Linked DNA regions of Sus scrofa: regions 1 and 3 are each linked to region 2. Evidence: chromatin contacts called from public HiChIP or PLAC-seq data. All regions are on one chromosome and are shown on one strand. Each heading gives the region's core, a stretch centred on a gene start, on an enhancer-like site or on the middle of the called end of the contact. The rest is flanking DNA. Distances are from core to core; before and after follow the strand shown. Region 1 overlaps TGFBR3 (transforming growth factor, beta receptor III). Region 2 has its middle 22 kb from the start of BRDT. Region 3 has its middle 130 kb from the start of CDC7.

Region 1 (3,135 bases), core at 331-2,830, 210 kb before region 2:
CCTAAAACTGCTCAAAGGAAATTAAATTCTCACAAAACCCCGTTTGTGCCAAAGGCAGAGATGTGAAGCGAGTGGGGATGAAGTCCCTTTTCCCGCATCCCTTCACCCGTGCCGCCGAACACCAAGCAGCCACCCAGTGCGGCGGAGACACGGGGTGCAGCCACTCCAACGCCGCGGCCACACTAACCTGTGTGAGAGTAGATGTACCACAAGGCCCCCGTCAGCAGAGCTCCGATCACAAACGCTGCGAACGCGATGCCCATCACGGTGAGTGTGTCCAGACCATGAAAAATCGCTGCAACGAAGAGAAACCAAGGCACGCTCTGAGTCCGTCGGCATCACACCCCGCGACCCGACATTTCATTCACAAGGAAGTCAGAAAGGATGAGAAGTGACTCATAAAACAGGAGGAGGACATGTTAAAGTCACTGTGTGTGTAGTTTGCAGATACTTTCGCAAAAGAAAAATGAAACTCTCAGATTTCCAAGAGATCCCCAAGTCTGAAATTTATTTCGAGCCACAGACTTATTAAAACACGTGTCGCCGCTGTAAAAATCCCAAGTCTGTGGTCCTCCATCTGAGGACCTACCATCTGAATGAAAAAGCAGCTTGCAAATTCAGAGGTTAAGCTGCTTAGAGGAGTTCCCGTCGCGGCTCGTGGCTCACGGAAACGAATCTGACTGGCATCCATGAGGACACATGTTCGATTCCTGGCCTCGTTCAGTGGGTTAAGGATCCGGCACTGCCGTGAGCTGTAGTGTAGGTCGAAGATGTGGCTCAGATCTGGCGTTGCTGTGGCTCTGGCAAGGCTGGCAGCTACAGCTCCGATTAGATCCCTAGCCTGGGACCCTCCATATGCACAGGTGCGCCCTAAAAAGACCAAAAACAAAAACAAAACCACCTTAGGAAAATAAGGAGAATTTTCAAGATCAAAATGTGATTCATTGCTTCTTCTTCATGGAACACCTCCAACCGTGAGGCGCTACAGAAAAAACACGGTTCAAATTCTTTGCAAACCTACTTTCGTGCACATTTAAAAGGATGACAGACAACAGGAAGGAAGACGGTGAGAAGGAGAGAACAGCACATAAGGATCGAGCGTTCCTACGAATCATCACGTGTCACCCATCTCCTCACATTCAATCCTCCATCTCGACAGCCACCTATTGTGTCACAAGCTGCTTTTTAACACTTTTTTTTTTCCAACCCTGCTCTTGCTAGGAGGAGAACGGAAATATTTCTCAGTGGGGAGCGATGTCAATTTTATGGTCAGCAAAACATAAATAGAACCAATTGTTCCTCCATTTGGCAAAGGTTTTTGCATGTGAAATTAATTCCAGGCACAGAAATAAAACATTTCCTTTCGTTTAAGAGAGCTACTTTCTTTGAATCACTTATAAAAAGGAAAAACCCGTTTCCAAGGGAGCGAGGTTCTCGGGGGAGTAGAATTTCTAAGGTCTCTCTCTCCCGTCAGGGAAATGGGGGGGCAGCATCTCCGTTGTTTCCACCCTGTGTCTGCGTCCTCTCCGCTCATCGGAGGGGCTCCAGCTGATCTCTCGGCGAACGCCATCCCTCTGCCTCTCAGCTCTGCGTGGAGGACCCAGCTGGAGACAAGTCTGAGCCCCGAGCAGCGCCAGCGCTCAGAGGCTCTCCTTCGGGAAAGGAGGATTCGGAGAAGATTCTGGGGGATCCACATCCCCAAGTTCTGGTCCCTACGCTTCCAGCCCCGTGCCCTCTGGTGTTCATTTGACTTCTAGCAAAAGGGACAGCCCTGTTGCACCTGCTGCATCCAAAAGGCGTTGGAGTCTTCAGAGGGAGGAAGCTTGGGAAGACTCCACGGAGGTGAAGATGACCCAAGCCTTCCGTCTCATTTAATCGAGTCTGCAGGACAGGGATTAAAAGAGGACTTGTCTTCCCAGTCTACAGGCACAGAAGTGGGTCATGATGACAAGTTTCTGGGGAAGACTTTCTAAATGTCTGCAGACGCAGGTGTCAACCCCGAGACTCGGATTGGCGACTACGGAAGAAGGTGCCCTCAGGCATCTCTTTCAGGGTTCACAAGACCGCCCCATGATACTGCGGAAGAATATACTTCAGAGAATGGGTGATGAGGCACTCAGCATGAAGGAACTCTCCAGACTGCCCACTATGTGTACGGGATGGGGTCAGCCATGGAGACTAATCCGGAAAGTCCTAGAGAAGAAAAAAAACGAGGCAACATTATCTGGAAGAGCTCTGGGCGTGCAGCCAGAAAGCCCAGATTCTAGCCCTGCCTCAGGGCCAGTCATAACCATAGGGAAATCACTTCAGTACTTCTGGGTCAGAGTGCTCTTCTGCGGAGAGAAATGAACCTGGCCCAGATCATCTCCAGCGTATCATTTTGTTGCAGCTGGTCGCTCCTTTGGTCTTAGAAGCCCTCTCTCCACACCCCTGGGACTCGTGGTTGTCTTAAGGTATAGCCACGGGCTCCGTTAGCCTCTCCTCCGAGCAGCTAGAAATCCTTAATGACACAAAGCGCAACAGTCCCATGGCTCTGTGTAATGCATTCAGGTCGCAACCCATGTAAGGATGGCCCATCATGACCTTGTCTCTCTAAGACTAAGAAATTCACTCCCTTCCCATGAAGGTGACACACAGCCATGGGTCCACACGTGCTCATCTTTAAAAATGGCAAAGGTAGAGAGGAGAAAAGAAGAACGAAGGAAGGTTAGAGGAAGGGAGAAAGAAAGGAGGAGGAAAAAAAGGGGGGGAGTGAGAGAGAATGAGAGCAGAAGTCTCCTTATCAAACCTCCAAGTCTGGCGAACGTTCCATAACCAACTCATTCTTATGAAAGCCCAGGAGGCTTTATTTCGAAACAGTTGCATAAAGACTTACGTGGAGAAATTGGATTCGATTCCTTCGTGCTTGGACCTGTTTCTGAAACAAAAACATAAATCACGATGCGTTCTGATTTTTTTTCAAAGGAACTGAGTTTTTAAGTAAAAGGTTATCCACATTGCAGCAGAGGCTGACACTCCTCGGTTGGTAAGACTTCTGTTTGTTAGGAATACTCAGTGGTCATCTTTGGATATAAAGACTGCACCAGGGAGGACTCAGAAATTTTAAGCCCTGTCCTTGGTTTCTCCAGCTTGATT
Region 2 (3,309 bases), core at 480-2,979:
TTAAAATATGGTAGAAACAAGCGTGCGTGAACGTAGAAAATACGTTTCAGTGATCAGAATATGAAAGATTAAAAACATATTCTGGCTACATTAATAAAACTTTCAAAGGGATTGCAACCAATTCTATCAAAGCCTCAGAAGTTCCTGTTTTGGCACTTAAAAGAGAAGACCATGAAACATCTTGTGAATTTTTTTCTTTGTGGATAATTAAACACAAGCCATGAGAAGACAAATGTACAGATGTACACCATATTTTCATCACTCTTGAGGACTGGAGACACGTATTGGAGACTTCATATTCAAAAGAAAAAAACATTTGAACCACATTTGAGACAAGTTACTGGCTTTCCCGAAAATAATGTCTTTTTGGTAGTTTACCCAGCTTAACCCCTAGAAGTGGCTTCTTTCAGGAAGGCCAAACACAGTCTCAAGTAACCAGTGCGCATGGCTTAGGCCTGAGTGTGGGGGCTGGGGATGCTCTAGAAACCCTTCTCTGGGCTCAGAGACATCTAGCCTGCCAGTGGCTGTCACCAAAGCAACTCCATCCCTCCTGGGGCTGGCAAGAATTCCTCTCCTGTTTGGGGGTGGGAACTGACGTTCACAAGCGAAAATGAGAGGGACCATTAGTCCCCCTTCTGTGCTCTGGGAATCAGCATCCTGCAGGGCCGACACTCAGACTCAATGTCATTACCAACCACGTGTGAAACCGTGAGGAGCCGCATAGGAGAGACCCATCCCCACAGCCCTTAGACCTCACCTGGCGACTCTGCTCTTGGTGGCAACACATGTTCACTCATTTCGTCTATTCAGCCAACATACAATGGGACCCCGTCACAGGCCAAGGGTGGCTGGGTGCTAAGGACACCACCTGAACAGGATGATATAAGCTGAGTAGCGAGGGAAATTAATCAAATAATCCCACTAACTGTGTGTGTGTGTGTGTATATACACGCAAACATATAATATAAAAATCACTACATATACCATCACAACTCTCAGAAGGACTAGGCAGAAAACGTACACAGCGCTGTAACACTGAAAATAGGGGAGAAGGATGGGGGCGCAGGGGCGACGTCAGGACAGCGTCCCTAAGGAAGTGTGTGATTCTTGTACGGGGCGGGGGGTGAAGAAGGGGTAGGGGAAGAGAAGGGTGGGGGTGGAGGCAGGAAGAACATTCCAGACCCAGGGAGCAGCAAGGAGAGGGCTATGGCGCTGGAAAAACGGACTGAGGGTCGGTACCGCCGGATCCCAGCGAGCAAAGCGGGTAGGGAGGGACGAGGGCTCGAGGCCGGAAGCACAGGCCCTAGTTGCCTCCAGCTTTACAGTTTTTCACCCCAGGAGCCGAGGGGAGACACGGAAGGGGTGAGCCCGGCCGCAGGGCCGGCAGGGGGCTCCCGGCAGGTGGAGGGGCTGCGGGGCGTCTGGCCGGGTGTGAGCATCTGCGCCCCACTTGCCAGGTCCCGGCGGGGCCGGGGCGGCGCGGGTGCGGGCGGGGGCGCGGGGACGGGAGCCGCCCGCGCCGGGTGAGCGGACCCCTCGCCTTGGCGAGCAGACCCTTCCGACGAGCCCTTCTCCGAACCCTGCGAAGCCCATGCAAGACGTTTCCTCTCGCGGTTGTGCAATTGGGCAAAGCCGTCTGCCGCGTGCCACTCGTGCTTCTCTGACGCTCCCTCTCACTCCGGGGAAGGGCAGCTCAGATGCCACGCGTGGCCCTCGGCGGGCGGGAAGGGAAGGAGGTTTCCAGGCCCTCGCGCCTCCTCCCTCCTCCACCGCCTGCCTGGCCTGAAGGGAGGAAGCGCTTTGTGCCGCTCCAACCGCAGGGGGGCAGACCCGCCCTGGCCTGGGGTCCCGAGGGCTCTGCCCGTTTGGGCTCAGCTGCCCAGCTGCTCCTCCCAGCTTCACGCTCTGCGTCGCCCACTCCTGCCACCACCACGCGTCCTCACCTGCTCTGGGGACAGCATCTGATAAACGCTTACTGAGAGGTAAAGAGAACGTGGTGAATGCCTTCTCCCCATGAACATTTATGTTTTAAAACCCCCAAATCAGGAAAGGCAGCCAACAGAGAAAGTATTTGGGAGGCAAACTGGCAGTGTTTGACCCTGAAATGGCACAACCTCCCCAGTCAGTCATGCTTGTCCTATAATTTGCCTCTCTTCCAACACATGGGCAGCAGAGCTGAGAAAAAGAAAAAAACATCAAGGAAAGGACTGAGCAGTTTCCCAGGTGGACCAAACCATTGTGTGCACCGGCTCCCGAATCTCCCTGGGTTCTACCCGAAGAGAGGACATGAAGACGCAGGTTCGATCCCTGGCCTCGCTCGGTGGCTTAAGGATCTGGTGTTGCCCTGAGCTGTGGTGTAGGCTGCAGATGCGACTCGGATCCCGCCTTGCTGTGGCTGTGGTGTAGACCGGCAGGTGCAGCTCCGATTAGACCCCTAGCCTGGGAGCTTCCATATGCTGTAGGTACTGCCCTAAAAAGCAAAAAAAAAAAAAAAAAAAAAAAAAAAAAAAAGCGAAGAGCAAACCTTGCCTGGTGGCCCAGGTCCCTCTCCTCTGGTTCCCACCTACCAGCCTTCCTGCCTCACTCGTACGTTCTCCTTAACGGGGAGCTTTGCTGCCTGTAAATCCTGTGTTCTTATTTTCCTCTGCTCTTTGATTTCTGCCAGTGTCTTCTTCTCTAGTATCTATTTCCTCCTTTTGTTTCCCACCTCTCAGCTGTTTTTCCACACCCAGCTCAAATCGCTCCTCCTCCAGGAAGCCCTCCAAGACCACTTCCACCTCTGTTATCCTCTCTCCCTACTCTGCTTCTCCCAGCTGCTCCCCAATTCACCCCCACTCACCCTTCCAACAGGACTGAAAAGTAAAAGAAAAACCCTCTGTTTCACACCTCTTCGAAATGACATTGCAGGAATTGAGACAATGAAATTGCCTGGAAACCAGCCACTGGCTAGTTTCTAGTCTTGGTTCCACCCATAACCAGCCCTGTGAGCTCACACACTTCAACCTCGACTCTTTTTTTTTTTTTTTTTTTGTCTTTTTTGGCCTTTTCTAGGGCCGCTCCCATGGCATATGGAGATTCCCAGACTAGGGGTGTAATCGGGGCTGTAGCCACCAGCCTACACCACAGCCACAGCAACGTGGGATCCGAGCCATGTCTGCGACCTACACCACAGCTCACGGCAACGCCGGATCCTTAACCCACTGAGCAAGGCCAGGGATCGAACCTGCAACCTCATTGTTCCTAGTCAGATTTGTTAACCACCGCACCACGACGGGAACTCCTCAACCTCAACTCTTGAGTTCGTTTTCT
Region 3 (3,494 bases), core at 421-2,920, 250 kb before region 2:
CCCAATGTTGCATGTGGAATAAATGAGTAAACAAATGGATTGAGGAATGGATGATTCGAATTGGCTCCTGCTGGGGGTCAGCCATGGAGGAGAGGAGCCTAACTGACTGGCTTGGGGGAAAACAATTGTTCAATCATGAATGGGTTTCTCCAATCCAGCCCTCACCCAAACTTTGGTGAAAAAGCGCCTAGAGATACGGGAGCAAAGGAATCAGTCCAGCCAAGTGTTATTGGTCTGGGTTGACAGAAATGGAAGGAAAGATACCAGATTGGCTGTTTTGGAGTACTAATCCAGAAAAGACACAAAGGAGGAGACCAGCCATATAGCCATGTTGGTGTTACCCATCTGAAGCTGCAAGAAATCTACGCAAAGGAACCTCCCTAAGTGCCTACAGTATCAACAAGAGCACCACGTCTAACACCTGTTGGGGGGGGGGTTGGTTGCAAGCAGAATATGGAAGTTCCCAGGCCAGGGATCAAACCTGTGCCACAGTTGGGACCTGTACTGCCACAGCTGTGGCAATGCCATATTCTTACCCCCTGCACCACGTGAGAACTTCCTAGGTTTTCTCGTTTTGTTTTGTTTTGTTTTGTTTTTTTAAGATCTCTTCATGTTTTAACTCTTTTTATTTTCACAATCGTCTTTTGCATTGTGTGCTTGTTTATATTTTATGACGCGGAAAGCAAAGCACGGACAACTTGCCCAAAGGCATTCAGCTAGGGAGTGACGGTGCCAGGATCTGAATCCTGGAAGTCTCTTAACCAGGAGACAAAAGCTCCCTCTCCTCCCATTTCCCGGATCTCACCAACTGCCTCCTCCCCCAAGTTACTAAAAAAGGAAATTCCCCTTTTGGATGGAAAGACAACATTCCTGCTTTGCCCAAATCCCCAGCTGTGTTCAGCCTCCTAGCGCAGGTATAGAAAAGTGAAGAACGGAGCTGGGAGGGAGAAACGCCCAGAGGATTGTGCTTTTCTCCCCGTCTCTTGAGACATGAAATCTGAGAAAGAATCCATGTCGAGGAAAAAAAAAGATGGCTGGGAGGGCAGAGCCACCTTGGCTGTGCCTGACTCCGGAGCTGTTCCCACTGGGCCCCGTGGCAGGGAGACCCCGGGTCTCCTTTCAGATGATGGGCTTGGGTTCACCGACCCAGGAAGAAGGGGCCCATGTGCAGCGCAGGGATCAAGTCAGAGCCTGTGACTCACCCCACTCGGGGGCCCAGAGGTCCAGAAACACATCACAAGATGCTGAGACACGTCTCAAACACTTGCCAGCTGTGTCCATCTGGAACATGAGTTCTGAGCATGAAAGAGCGAGCGGGAGACAGGGAAGGAGGCTGGACGCGCGGGTCAGTGAGCGCTGACTCAGAGCCCCTTCCAGGCGGCAGCCGTGATGAGTCCGACCGACCGGGTGGGCGCTGGGAGGGCTCCGGAGAGTTGCGAGGCTGAACCCTGACTTCCACCCTGCCCTCTCCCGTGGGTCTCCTACTCAGCTCCCTACACTGAGCACCCCCCTAAAATATGGGGCAGAAGAAAGAGAAGCCAGCAAAAAGTCCCGCGCCGTTTCTTTTCGGGTCCTGGATTCAGAAAGATGCTGGTGAGCTAGGCCATGCCACTGTTCCCACTTGACGAAGCAGGATTTTCACACGACTGAGTCTGAGAGGCGGAATTATTTATCCCAGGTCCGTCTTTCCCCCTGGGTGGTGAATTTCATCAGCGTCCACTCCGTCTTGTTCGCCAGTACCCAGGAGACTGTCTGGTACCCAGCTGGTGCTCGATACATAGCTGATGGTTGATAATGATGTATCACGTTAATAACACCAATTATGGGGCTGAGTGGGCTGAGTGTGTGGACTTATTCCAGCCCTTGGGGATGAGCAAGAAGGAAATCTTCCCCACCCGCCGTCTTTGCTGGGACCAGCCATCAGATGCTTCGGCCGCTCCTGCTCCCCCTCCCCCGCTGACCAGGGCCCCGTTTTGCTTTGCGTTTGCAGAGCTGATTAAAGCTCCCCTGGGGCAGGCCTGGAGCTAGAGGTGGCTCCAGGCTGGGTTACAGCTCAGGTGTCCTGGGCTGGGCTGGGCTGGGGGCTGGACTGGGAAGGCGGGCTCCCTGGGAATCATGTGGGGTCTGAAGAATTTGAGAAGCTGGGGAGTCGGCTTTTGAAAGGAAATGTCAGTAACTCCGGGGGAAAAACAAGGAGAAGGGCGGCGAGCTCCTTGGCTCCAAGGCAGTGTACTGGCTCCGAGTCAAACTGGCTCCCTTCCAGACTTTTATTTCTGGTGTTTGGTGGTTAAATTAAAAAAGCTTATAAACTTAACTCCAGTTAGAAAAAAAATTACAACGATTTCAAATATTGATCCAGGATAATCCTTTCGAGCCTGGCAGGGAGACCACCGTGGGAGGGAGGGGATGGGGAGGCCAGTGGATGGGAACTGGGGCGGGGGCAACACGGCTGGTGCTGCTCAAGTGGACCAGAACATTCCTCGCTCTGGGCCCACGGGCACCTCCCTCCCTCGCACTGGCCTTTAAGGACCAAGGGAACCAAAGGTCAGTGCGCAGGCAAGGAGCCTCCAGCAGCAATTCTCAACATTTCCAGACTGCTCGCATCTGAACCCTGACAGGTGACATTTGGCAGAAGGAATGCAAAAATATTTATTTTTGAAATGGAAATGAATTTAAAATTCTTTTAACGGATCAATAAAAACACGACACAACCCACATAGACAAGTTGGCAGAGGATATAAGCTGGCAGCTCACGAAAGGCAAACAAACACCCAGTAAACGCCTGAAATGAGGTTCGCCCCCAATATCGTCAAAGAAATGCAAACAAAACAACAAGAGACCCCGTTGTGTCCTTTGGATTGGAAAGGATGGAGAGAAATGATGTTATTTGCAGAGTTTAACTACTGGAAAATGAGAGAGTCAATTGGAAGATACAGAACTGGGCATACTATTCTCATTAAACAGTATAAATATACATATATAGGCATACCTCAGAGGTACATGGGTTCCATTCTCCACTGTAGCAATAATGTAAATATTACAATAACGTGAGTCACATGAATTTTTTGGTTTCCCAGTGCGTATAAAAGTGTTTATAGGAGTTCCTGCTGTGGCACAATGGCTTAAGAATCCAACTGCAGCCGCCTAGGTTGCTGTGGAGGCGCAGGTTTGATCCCAGCCCGGGAACTTCCATATGCTGCAGGGGCAGCTATTAAAAAAAAAAAGTGTTCTATGCCGTAGTCTACTAAGTGTGCAATAGCACTCTGTCTAAAAAACAACGTTCACACCTTAATTAAAAAATACATTATTGTTTTAAAAAAGGCTAACCAACATTTGAGCCTCTGGCAAGTTATAATCTTTTTGCTGGGGGAGGGTCTTGCCTTGGCTGATGGCTGCTGACCAAGCAGGGTGGTAGCTGCTGAAGACTGAGCTGGCTGTGGGCATTTCTTAAGATAAGCAATGAAGTTTGCCCCACAGACTGACTCATCCCTTTC

What was found. HiChIP or PLAC-seq counts read pairs in DNA pulled down with a chosen protein or histone mark.
Region 1: an H3K27ac HiChIP or PLAC-seq map of skeletal muscle shows a contact between it and region 2. The contact joins two enhancer-like sites. A contact is called at or near these places in 1 of 47 Hi-C or Micro-C datasets (heart right ventricle) and 1 of 2 datasets of contacts at active chromatin or transcription factors (skeletal muscle).
Region 3: a contact with region 2 is called in an H3K27ac HiChIP or PLAC-seq map of skeletal muscle, with 7 times the contacts expected there. The contact joins two enhancer-like sites. A contact is called at or near these places in 1 of 47 Hi-C or Micro-C datasets (skeletal muscle) and 1 of 2 datasets of contacts at active chromatin or transcription factors (skeletal muscle).

What each region holds. Positions count from the first base shown.
Region 1 is chr4:125,294,681-125,297,815 of Sscrofa11.1, reverse strand. TGFBR3 (transforming growth factor, beta receptor III) reads right to left here. Exons shown (of 18, transcript NM_214272.1): 16 at 2,876-2,911; 17 at 188-295. Among named protein-coding and RNA genes, the nearest start is that of TGFBR3, 160 kb to the right of the region's middle. Within about 2 kb of position 1,580, at least 15 of the 83 cell types and tissues checked have an H3K27ac peak or open chromatin away from gene starts, as enhancers often do. A contact at or near this core is called in skeletal muscle, where this site is marked.
Region 2 is chr4:125,082,396-125,085,704 of Sscrofa11.1, reverse strand. No RefSeq gene overlaps it. Among named protein-coding and RNA genes, the nearest start is that of BRDT, 22 kb to the right of the region's middle. Within about 2 kb of position 1,729, at least 24 of the 83 cell types and tissues checked have an H3K27ac peak or open chromatin away from gene starts, as enhancers often do. A contact at or near this core is called in skeletal muscle, where this site is marked.
Region 3 is chr4:125,331,612-125,335,105 of Sscrofa11.1, reverse strand. No RefSeq gene overlaps it. Among named protein-coding and RNA genes, the nearest start is that of CDC7, 130 kb to the left of the region's middle. Within about 2 kb of position 1,670, at least 34 of the 83 cell types and tissues checked have an H3K27ac peak or open chromatin away from gene starts, as enhancers often do. A contact at or near this core is called in skeletal muscle, where this site is marked.